3 separate regions of the Mus musculus genome follow, and all the other regions are linked to region 2. Evidence: chromatin contacts called from public HiCAR-type and promoter capture Hi-C data. All regions are on one chromosome and are shown on one strand. The core of a region is the stretch at or near the end of the contact, and the rest is flanking DNA. Distances in the headings are between cores, read along the strand shown.

Evidence for each region. Promoter capture Hi-C pulls out the DNA fragments that hold promoters and counts their contacts. HiCAR-type assays count read pairs that join an accessible place to other places.
Region 1: a promoter capture Hi-C map of stem cell-derived epiblast-like cells shows a contact between it and region 2, with 2.8 times the contacts expected there. The contact joins the enhancer-like site here to the promoter of Fndc1 in region 2. A contact is called at or near these places in 5 of 39 promoter capture datasets (cranial neural crest, embryonic stem cells, hippocampal neurons and 2 more), 1 of 15 datasets of contacts at CTCF or cohesin (embryonic stem cells), 3 of 484 Hi-C or Micro-C datasets (B cells, the C2C12 cell line and reprogramming fibroblasts) and 1 of 115 datasets of contacts at active chromatin or transcription factors (embryonic forebrain).
Region 3: a HiCAR-type map of fibro-adipogenic progenitors shows a contact between it and region 2, with 6 times the contacts expected there. The contact joins the enhancer-like site here to the promoter of Fndc1 in region 2. A contact is called at or near these places in 12 of 39 promoter capture datasets (the 3T3-L1 cell line, the HPC-7 cell line, cancer-associated fibroblasts and 7 more), 8 of 484 Hi-C or Micro-C datasets (adipose-derived mesenchymal stem cells, cerebral cortex, cortical neurons and 3 more), 6 of 115 datasets of contacts at active chromatin or transcription factors (embryonic fibroblasts, embryonic stem cells, fibro-adipogenic progenitors and 1 more) and 1 of 9 other capture datasets (adipose tissue).

What each region holds. Positions count from the first base shown.
Region 1 is chr17:7,685,127-7,688,357 of GRCm38.p6, reverse strand. No RefSeq gene overlaps it. Among named protein-coding and RNA genes, the nearest start is that of Gm33158, 49 kb to the right of the region's middle. Within about 2 kb of position 1,592, at least 6 of the 459 cell types and tissues checked have an H3K27ac peak or open chromatin away from gene starts, as enhancers often do. A contact at or near this core is called in the C2C12 cell line, where this site is marked.
Region 2 is chr17:7,825,268-7,828,868 of GRCm38.p6, reverse strand. Fndc1 (fibronectin type III domain containing 1) reads left to right here and starts at 1,567. Exons shown (of 21, transcript NM_001081416.2): 1 at 1,567-1,851. The coding sequence starts at 1,752.
Region 3 is chr17:7,633,086-7,636,497 of GRCm38.p6, reverse strand. Gm33158 (a long non-coding RNA gene) reads left to right here. Exons shown (of 3, transcript XR_385182.2): 2 at 2,620-2,706. Among named protein-coding and RNA genes, the nearest start is that of Gm33158, 2.9 kb to the left of the region's middle. Within about 2 kb of position 1,682, at least 27 of the 459 cell types and tissues checked have an H3K27ac peak or open chromatin away from gene starts, as enhancers often do. A contact at or near this core is called in adipose tissue, fibro-adipogenic progenitors and rod photoreceptor, where this site is marked.

The DNA of each region.
Region 1 (3,231 bases), core at 343-2,842, 140 kb after region 2:
CATGAAAGCACCCTAGAGCTAAGCCAGTGGCTCTTAACCTGTGGGTCATGACCCCTGTGGGGGTCAAATATCAGATCTCCTGCATATCAGATATTTACATTATGATCCATAGCGGAAGCAAACTTACAGTTATAAAGTAACAACGAGATAATCTTATGGTTGTAGGTCACCACAGCATGAGAAAAATGGATTAAAGGGTCCCAGCGTTAGGGGGGTGGAGAACCACTATCTCAGCCCATTCAGCAGCTACTGGAAGCTCCTGCCCACCTGTTTGCCACACACATATGCCATGGCATAAGAACAAATATGTCTAAAATGCACTTACAGTGACAAGCATTAAGATACTGAACTGGACACCTTTAAAAAGTTTCTAATTCTCCGTAAAGAGAAGTAGCAAAATTCCTCCTTAAGAGCAACGGCCATCAGATCAGCCCTCGTTGTATCCAACCTTCTAATGTTTGCCCACTCTATACTCACACCACCATCTCCTTTCATGGCTGACCCCATCCCCACTGAGGACAAGTTGTCACCAGACAGCTGAAATGTCACTTGAGATACACCACAAGAGCAACATGCACACTAGATTTTAAAGATTTGTATAAAAAAATAAATTCCATTCCTCAGGTTAATATAGGCCATGTAGCGTTTTTGCATAATTTAGTAGTAAGTGGCTAACATTAGCTGTTCTCTCTGTTTTCTGATGTTCTGAAACACACACTGCTCGCATCTGTGACAGGATTTTTGTTTCTATTAGACAGCAGCTTACCACAGGGGTCACCAAATCAAATGACCGCATAGGTTAGCTGGTAATGGCAGATTCCTGGGCACACTGGTGGATAGCGGTGGGGACTGGGAGAACCTAAAGCATGTGCCTGTTTGAGGCCGGCGTCCCCCACTCTAGCTCATCCTAGCAGGCGGTTGCCTGAACCTCCTAAGCTTATGTAGAAATTTCCAAGCTCTGGGTCGCTTATTCCTGTGTGTGCTCGTTTGTGTGTGTGTGTCTGTGTGTGTGTGTGTCTGTGTGTACACAAGTGAAGTTTTTAATTTTAGGTATTGGCAAGCATGCTATAGTTTTGTAACCTAAGGTAGCACTGCCCATGTTACGTCACAGACAACACACATGTGAGCCGCAGGCTGGTGACAGCGCTCCACTTACTCCATCTCTGCCAAGCCCAGCCCTCAATCGTATTCCTCGCCAGCCTCTTGGACAGGCTGTTTCATGACTCTTGACACTCACGTGAGTAAATAAATGGATGCCTGGGTTCTAGAATTTTCTTATTTTAAGTGGTCCTGGCCTGGAGGGAAGGTGAGAAACCGGATCCTTTGCCTCCTGAGAGCCTTCTCATTTAAACTAGATGTCTACAAAACATACATATCCTGTTAAAAGAAAATTTAAAAAGGAGCTACTTAAGCTGATGCAGAAATGAGGCCCATAACTCTAGATGAGGGCCTGGGTATTCTGAGCTAGAGCCATGGAGCCCGGAGGGTCTCTGAGATCCTTCCTTGCTACCCAAGCTTGGGGCCAGTCTCACTGAGGGAGAGATCCATGTGTCACCCCCTCTAAGAGGCCAGGCTGAGAGCTGAGTGGGATAAACACTGGCCACCAGACAGCACACAGAACAGGTCATTCCGCCTAAACCTAACACCCTGAGTCACTGGGCAAGATGACTTGAAAATAGATTAAATTATAAAAACCATAATCTCAATACACCACTTTTTAATGGGTTCAACATATTAGAAATACTTGAGGTTAAAATTCTTCAAGCAACTTTTTAAAAATTCTGTTAGTTTAAAACATGATGGTTTGTGTTTTAGCTGCAGGAGTCAGACAGCCTTTTCTCTCTTGAAATTCTCCCAAGTCCGCAGTGGGCCACCCACTACCAAGAGGAGGAACCAAGAGTGTGCGTTAACCACGATTACCTTGCTATTGCACAGAACACGTTCTTCCCAATTATATGTAACTTTATACCCCGCAGCCAACTTCTCTGTAATCCTCTGCTCCAACCTTCTCCGCCTATGCTAAACATTATCCTCCTGTGAGATCAGCTTTTTTAAACTTCCATATATGAATAAGACCATGTGATAACTTCCCTATGTATCTCATGTATTTCATTTGACATAATAGCTTCTAGAATAATCTGTATTTCTGTAAAAGACAAGATTTTTTTGTTTGTTTGTTTTTGTTTTGTTTTTGTTTTTCAAGACAGGGTTTTTCTTTTCTTTTTTTTTCCAGCATTTTTTTATTATCTGTTTTTTTTAATTGGATATTTTCTTCATTTACATTTCAAATGCTATCCCAAAAGTTCCCTATACCCCCCCTTCCTGCTCCCCTACCCACTCACTCCCACTTCTTGGCCCTGGCTTTCCCCTGTGCTGGGGCATATAAAGTTTGCTAGACCAAGGGGCCTCTCTTCCCAATGATGGCCAACTAGGCCATCTTCTGCTACATATGCAGCTAGACACACGAGTTCTGGGGGTACTGATTAGTTCATATTGTTGTTCCACCTATAGGGTTGCAGACCCCTTCAGCTATTGGGTACTTTCTCTAGCTCCTACATTGGGGGCCCTGTGTTCCATCCAATAGCTGACTGTGAGCATCCACTTCTGTATTTGCCAGGCACTGGCAAAACCTCACAGGAGACAGCTATATCAGGGTCCTTTCGGCAAAATCTTGCTGGCGTATGCAATAGTGTCTGCATTTGGTGGCTGATTACGGGATGGACCCCTTGGTGGAGCTGTCTTTGGATGGTCCATCTTTTTGTCTTAGCTCTAAACTTTGAGACAGTGTTTTTTTGTGTATCCCTGGCTGTCCTGGAACTCACTCTGTAGACCAGGCTGGCCTCGAACTCAGAAATCCGCCTGCCTCTGCCTCCCAAGTGCTGGGAGTAAAGGCGCGTACCACCACTGCCCGGCCAGAGATTTCTTTATTACGACCAGAAAGTACTCCATTCCACATATAAGCCACATGTATATGAATATGCACATTCATCTATCAATGGGCGCTTAGGTGGATTCTGTATAGTTGATTTTAAATATTGAATTTATTAACTATTAATAGTATGTCATTAATAGGTCAAATGTGAATAATTAAGAAGTTAATGCTTATTTGAGAATATCATACAAGCATACAATGTATTTTGATGACAGTCACTCTCTGTCCCTCCCTCTCATTCCTCCTATGTCCCAGTCCACCCCTCCCACTCTTTTATTTTTCCATTTTTATTAGGTATT
Region 2 (3,601 bases), core at 318-2,817:
TTTTGTCATGGTTGTAGAGACTCGGGTCTAAAATTAGATCTGCCGGGCTTACAGCTGGGGCTGCAGGGCCCTGGAGAGAGCCGTCCTTTGCCTCTTCTGGCTTTGGGTAGCTGCTTGAATCCTTTGGTCTTTGACTGCCTACCTCTCCTGGTCTCCCATAGCCCATTATCTGTGGTCACATGTCTTCTCTTATATACAGATCAAGTCCCTCTCTTCTTTTTATACACATACGTGCTACATTCATAGCCTAAACTCTCTGAGAATGTTCAGTTGAACCATGAGCCACCCCCGTGTAGCCTCCAGTGATGAAGGCAGACACACATTTTTGGGAACTGAGTTTCAGCAAACCATGGCCACTGCCCTTCACCACCATGGACTGAGGAAGAAGAGAAGATTCTGTTATCTAGAGAGATTTCCACCTCTGACTGACCAGCTAGAGCTGACCACAGGAGCCCTGGATCCACTGACTTGGAATACACTAGAGAGAGAGAGAGAGAGAGAGAGAGAGAGAGAGAGAGAGAGAGGAGTGCGGAAGGAACCTGACACTCTTAAAGGAAGATCAAGCTGGGGACACAAAAGCCAGAGGCCAGACTAACTAGAGCCCTAAGGGGAGAGGCAAGAGCATCTGTTCAATTGTAGAAGGTTCCCGAACTCTAAAGAGGGGATCAGTGGAGAGCCTTCCTGGGGGGGACCTGGAGACTTCACTGCAGGTCACAGTTAGGCAAGAGGTGCCAGCCTGGGCTCAGCGTGTGGATGTCTTGATTTTGTAATTTTTGTTTCCGAATAGAGATTCCGTATTTCAGTACCACCCTTCCAGACTTTGTTTAGCGTCCTGGTCAAGTTTGGGGTTGCTATGTGGGCGAACCGATTCCATGTTCTGTCTGTCCTGTGCCAGTGGCATCAGGTTGGTTTGCAGAGAGCAGCACTCTGCTTCCCTAGCGCGAGTCTTTGTCGCCTGCAAGGACGCTCCTACTCCACTAGTGTCTGAGGCTGGGAGTGGACCAAAACCCAGTCTGTTATCCCGCACAGCGGGATCCCAAGGCGGTGTTTAAATTACAGAAAGGGAGGTCAAATGAGTTCTTGGCAGGGCTTTTTGCGGCGTGCTTAAAGTCAGCTTCTGTTTCAATTGGGATCACAGGCTCCTGCGCAATGACAGCCAGGAGCTCCCTCAGCGAGTACGGCTCCTCATCCTTTCCCAAGAGCTCCGGCTGCGTAGGAAGGATATCGAGAGCCCACAGACCACTGTCATGTGCAGAAAAAGGTGGAGGGTCCTGACCCGGTCCCTGAAGATGAAACTACACAGAGGTTTAAGGAGACAAAGTTCACGCCTCATCTTAGCACCGATTGTTTATAATAGGTCACTTTCCTGGCCAGAGCGTATTAGAGACTTAGACAAAGGGAGGGAACTTTCCTGGTCACTCTTCCTGGTGCAGATTTTTAATTTCACAAAAATCGAATGGGGTTCCGGGACTTGCGCCCCGCCCGCCTCGTGGGGTCTCATCGCGAGCGCGCAGGCAGGGGGCGCCCGAGCGCATCTAAAAGGAGCTGCGGGCAGCGGGTGGCCTCAGTGGCAGAGCGCGGCTGGCCGCGGTGCGTGGCCAGGAGCGGTCGCCTAGGGGCTGCACCGCCGCTCGCACAGGACACCGGACACCCAGCCACGGGCACCCGACGGCGTTGCTCTGCGTTCCTCTCACTGCGGCCCGCGCCCTGCCAGCCACCTACGCTCGGTCCCCGCGCATCCCGGGCTTCCGATGGCCCCCGAGGCCAGGGCGTCCCCGCGCCTGCTGCTCAGGGCGGCACTGCTGCTCCTGGCGGCGCTGCTACCGGTGGCTACCTCAGCAGGACCCCCAGGTACGCGCACGCCTGACTCTGCGGTCGGCTAGGCTGTCCTCTGCCCACCCGCTTGTCACTCTGGGGGACCACTGTCCCACACTGGCTCTGTGTTGCCCGCGTGCGTGTCTTGTCACTAACCTGTGCATCCTCGTGAGTGGAGTCAGGGCGTGCTAGGTGTGGGCACTAGGCACTCTGAGTATGGGAGAAGTGTGGACACGGAACACACAAGAGAACTGGGGACTGAAACTTGTCTAAGTGCCCTGGAGATCCAGGCAAAGGAAAGGAGAAGTGACTTTGGGCATCGCACTGGGGGTGGGGGTGGGAGTCTGGGGGGGATAGAAGTCGGGGGGGGGGGCACTCTCTTTGGTCAGACTCTCCTCCGGGTTGAGGGTGAGCATCTTTCTGTCATCTTCTTCACCTGTCTCGATGTTGGATAAGGTCACTGAGGGAACTCAGATGGAAACTGAGGGGCAGGACTGTACTCCAGGACCAGCAGCAACTGAAGTCCTAAGCTTGGGAACTTTGCAGCTGGAAGAAGACATTTGTCTTTCGAGGAGGGAGAGGGAAGTGGGACCGTCAGTGAGTTCCAGAGAGCCTAACCCACTCCAAAGGCCAGGCTGCAGCCTGGATGGACACTTGCTTTGCACAAGAGGCTTAGCTGACTCTGCTTTCTTGCGTGTTTCACCAGCGTCCAGATGGTTACACAGTAGTGGGCTTTCACGCCTATGTCCTTGGCGTCTTCGTGTCTAGCATGCATGCATTTCCACACTTGGAAACCATGACTTTTGTTTATGGCATCAATTTGTAGGAACCTGAAAAGTGGACTCCCCTTCCCCTTTCTGGTATTATTCAGTGGCAGCAGGGCTGAAAACAACAAAACAAAACAAACTTCTTTTCCAACAGGGGCCACTAGTTTTGCATGCTGGTGTCTGTATTGCGCTCCCCATAAGGATAAAGGGAGAGCGCTTGGTGACCTCTTGGTAGTATCGGGTGCTACGTATTCTGGTGTTGAGTTCCCTTTTTCTAAAAGGGTCATACAGAAGTAGGGGTCCTTTCTCTTCCATTTATGATCTCAAGGCAAGTATTCCCTTCATATTTTATACAATGTCTGACAGAATAAATCTCTTCTAGCCTCCCAGCTTCCCCACCTACAATCCAAAGGCTTCGTTCTTTCTAAGCTCAAGTGTTCCACTCTTTCCAGTGAAAGGGTTCTTGTTACAGAAAGCGATCTGAGAGTGGGGGCCTTGGAAAGTGAGCTTTGTGGTGGTTCCAGCCTCCTTTCTTCCCGTGTCCATGGTCACCTTAGGATGGGTTCTGCTTGTGAACGTGGGAAGGCAGGGCTTGTCGTGCTCCTCATGGGCTCGACAGCATTGTCAGCTGCACTTTCTTTGGCTCTCTGCTCTGCAAATCACTGCACTGTGGAATGTTGGAACTGGGCGGCTTGTTGGCACTTCTCTCTACTGTGTTGACGTGGGATCTGCAGTGAAATGATGACCAGACTGGAAACGGACAGAGGAGACAAGCGCATTTCCAAGTGCCTATTTACTGTACTTAAGTTCAATTAGGGAAGGGAAGAAGTGGACATAGCAGCCTGCAGAAGGCTCCTGTGTCAGGGAAGAAATCACGAAGCAGCATGTAATTTATTCCATGGGCTCCTTGAGGAGCCTTCCTGTCTGTCTGTCTTGCCATTCCCAGTTGCAGCAGCTGCTTGGATTTGCGTCTAGTGGGGCAAAGCCACGGGCAGACGTAACTCATGCTTCCTGCAAGT
Region 3 (3,412 bases), core at 433-2,932, 190 kb after region 2:
TGTCAGGTGTTTTGTTTCCAGCATGCTATTTTGACATGCTGGTTGCTGTCGTCATTTTAAACCTGGTGTTCTGCACTTAGTGCTGGCTTTTCAGATACACAGAAAATGATAGGGTCACAGAGCCTTCACCCAGATTCTTAAGGAAGGCTTTGGAGGCAATGTGCAGCAAGGTTAGATCTCCTGTGGGAACATCCTGAGAGAGTAATGTGTGAGGCTGTGAGCATGATGCTTAAGTCATAACAGAAATCCAGGATGTCAGAGACGCTGGAAATGTGGAACAACTTCTAAGGAAAGTGCAGGGAATGAGTGAAGCCAACCTAAGAGAGGGCCCATGTGAGCTATAAATCTCAAGATCATAGAAACAGAATGCCTGAGCCTACTCAGGCTCACCTCACTACAGTACGGAAACCATAGAATTGAAATGTTGTCTTACTAGGTTATTTCGGTACAATGCTCACTTCCTGCCCTCTTGCTCTTCTCTTTGGAATGAATGTCTTTACTCTGTACCTTTGTACACTGGGAATAAGTAACTTCTTTATATTTAGTGTCTCATAGCTAGAAGTTGCTTTGACTCTCAAGAGACTTTGAACTTAGACTTTTGAATAATTTTAAAACTATCAATACTATGGGGACTCAGAAGTTGGACTGGATGTATTTTCATTATGAGGTGGGCATAAGCTTTTCAGTGGTCACGTGTAGAAGAATGCTATGGTTTAAAATGATGTGTCTGGGTGTCAACTTGATAAGGGGTAGACTTGTTAGTAATCACTGTCAATTTGACCGGGTGTAGAATAACTGTGAGAATGTCTATGAAGGTCTTTCAGAAAGGCTTAACTGAGAGGGGAGGGCCAGCTTTGCATAGGGGCAATACTGTCCCATGGGCCAAGAGCCCGGATGGAATAAAAGGGCAGGTAAAGGAAACAAATGGAAGAAATAGAGTTTCCTTTTCCTCTGCTTCTAGGTCTATCATGATGTACTGAGCTTTTCTCCCACCACAATGGACTGATTCCTCTGAAAAGGCCAGCAAAATAAACCTTTTCTCCTTGTACTGGTTAGCCTTGATTGACAACTTGATCCGTCCTGAGGTTATCTGAGAGAAGCCACACTGGGAGATTGCCTAGATCAGATAGCCTCGTGGATTCGTTGATGGTTGTCTTAATGATTAATTAGGAAGGCCTGGTCCATTGTGGGTGGCACATTCCCTAGGCAGGTGGCCCTGGGCTCTATAAGAAAGTTTGCAAAGCAAGAGACAGAGAGTAAACCTTTAAGAAGTGTTTCTACCATTTCTAGTTCAAGTTCCTGCTCGGGTCCCTGCCCTAACTTCCCTCAGTGATAAACTGTGGTCTGGAAATGTAAGTCTGATAAACCCTTAAGCTGCGTTGGTTAGAGTGTTTTATGACAGCAATGGAAGAGAACTGGAATGCTCCCTTAAGTTGCTTTTGTCAGACACTTTGGCCACCGTAACTCATACAGAGAGATGCTAGGCACAAAGACTGTTGCCCCTTCTCACTTCTGGCATCTCAGGAGCAACCATAGGAGCAAACAAAGTCCAATTTACAAACACGGAGAATAAATGCAGCCATTTAGCAGCGTGAAGAACTTTCTGCTCAGCCTACCAACTGCCTCTAACTTGGACCTCAGTTAAGTTCTCAACAGCTGTGTTCCTTTTTGTCCCTGGGATCAGGAAGTGAGCATTACATGTGGAATTGCTTCCTATTGTGTCTCTTGTCTCCTCTTCTGGGCAGATGTCCCACATAAAGGGTCTCTACCAAACTTCATTTCCAGGCTCTTGTTTTTCTTTTTAAAAAATGAGGGGGGAGGGAGGGAGAAAGGGAAAGAGGGAGGGAGAGAGAAAGGGAAAGAAGTCTACAGATTTCTCTCTGCAGACTTAATGTCTGAAACACACCCAGTTCCTGCGCCCAAATAGTTTCCTCTGTGCGTTTCTCTGTGTGTGTTTTATTCTAAACTGAGCCAGGCTTGGAACAAGCCAGGCTGCTTCCTTTCTGAGCCCAGCCTTGAGACCAGGTCTCTACGGGCCATGAGCTCGAAAAGAGTAAGCCCTTCCTCCCAGCCCTTGCCAAGATTCACTAGATGGCATGCTTATACAGGTTCCCCCTTCAAACTACAGGCAGTCCTGGAATCTCTGCTTCAGCCCTGGAAACCTTGACACACGCCATACACAATTGTCAAAGAAAGACCCCAACCCAGGGAAGCTTGGCCACTCCGCGGCAGCCACTGTCGTGACTTCTCTGACCTCAGGTTCTTGCCTGTCAGCGAAGTGAGGCATGCTCATGTCAGCAGGAAAACAGAATCGGATAAGCTTAAAATAGGAGGCTGAGGGAGTAAGCCCCTTATTTGCTTAAGAAGCATAGCTACACCTGACATTAATAAATGAAATGAAGGCTGATCAGTATTTAAAACAACCATACAAATTGGGACATGCTCCTTTAGTCAGGGGAATGTGAAACAAAGCCAGGGGTTGGCAATAAATGAACTGCCTGAGGCCAGTTGTTTCTCTTTCCTTCTTTGTGAGATATTCATGGTAATCAGATTTTTGGAGCATCTCCACAGGCTTCGACTTCTCCCAATGAACTTATAAATCCCTTTGTGTTGTAACAGAGTTCACAGGAGTGTCAGTGAGGAAAGAGTGGGCATCTATAAACTCAGTGGGGTCGTCTGCAAATTCTGCAAATTTCCCCCCAAAAGGTAGGTGCATCAAATATCAATAATATTTTTAGTATGTCCCAGATAACTGGGGTGTATGCTCTACAGAGATTGTCTCGTTTAATCTTCTTTAAGCCCCGAGCTATCTTAGTATTTCCATTTTGTATAGCACTAACCTGAGATGCTCAAAAAGATTGACACCACCAAAAGATACATACCAAGCTGGTGAGACAAAGATTCAACTGCCTGTCAGCAGGCCTTGCAACTCATGTTCTTGATCCCTAAGATTATAAATAAAGCTCAGTTAACCAGCCATCCAGTATTATCACCAACTGTGTGAACAGCTTATGCTAACTGATGACATAGTTGCAATGACAGTGTTACATTCCCTATGAAAGATACAAAGGAAGCACTATGAGAGCAATTGATACCCTGCCTGTACAAGTGAGAATTTGATAACTCATTGGTTAAAAACTACCATAAAAACAAACCAAGTTACAACTGAGGTTAATACACATACTATTGAACATGTATTATTCAATATGTATTATTATATGTGTTGTTCAGAACTCATATAGACATTACCTACATGATCAAACATTCTTTAATACTAAAATAGTCCTTGCAATGAAGCCAGTGTGTCTGTCGCATGAATACTTCTATCTGAACATCTTAGGATGTTTAGAATTCTGGTGTGAAGACCAGTCCTGAGGGTACAAAGAACATGGAGAGGACAAAGAAATGGGAA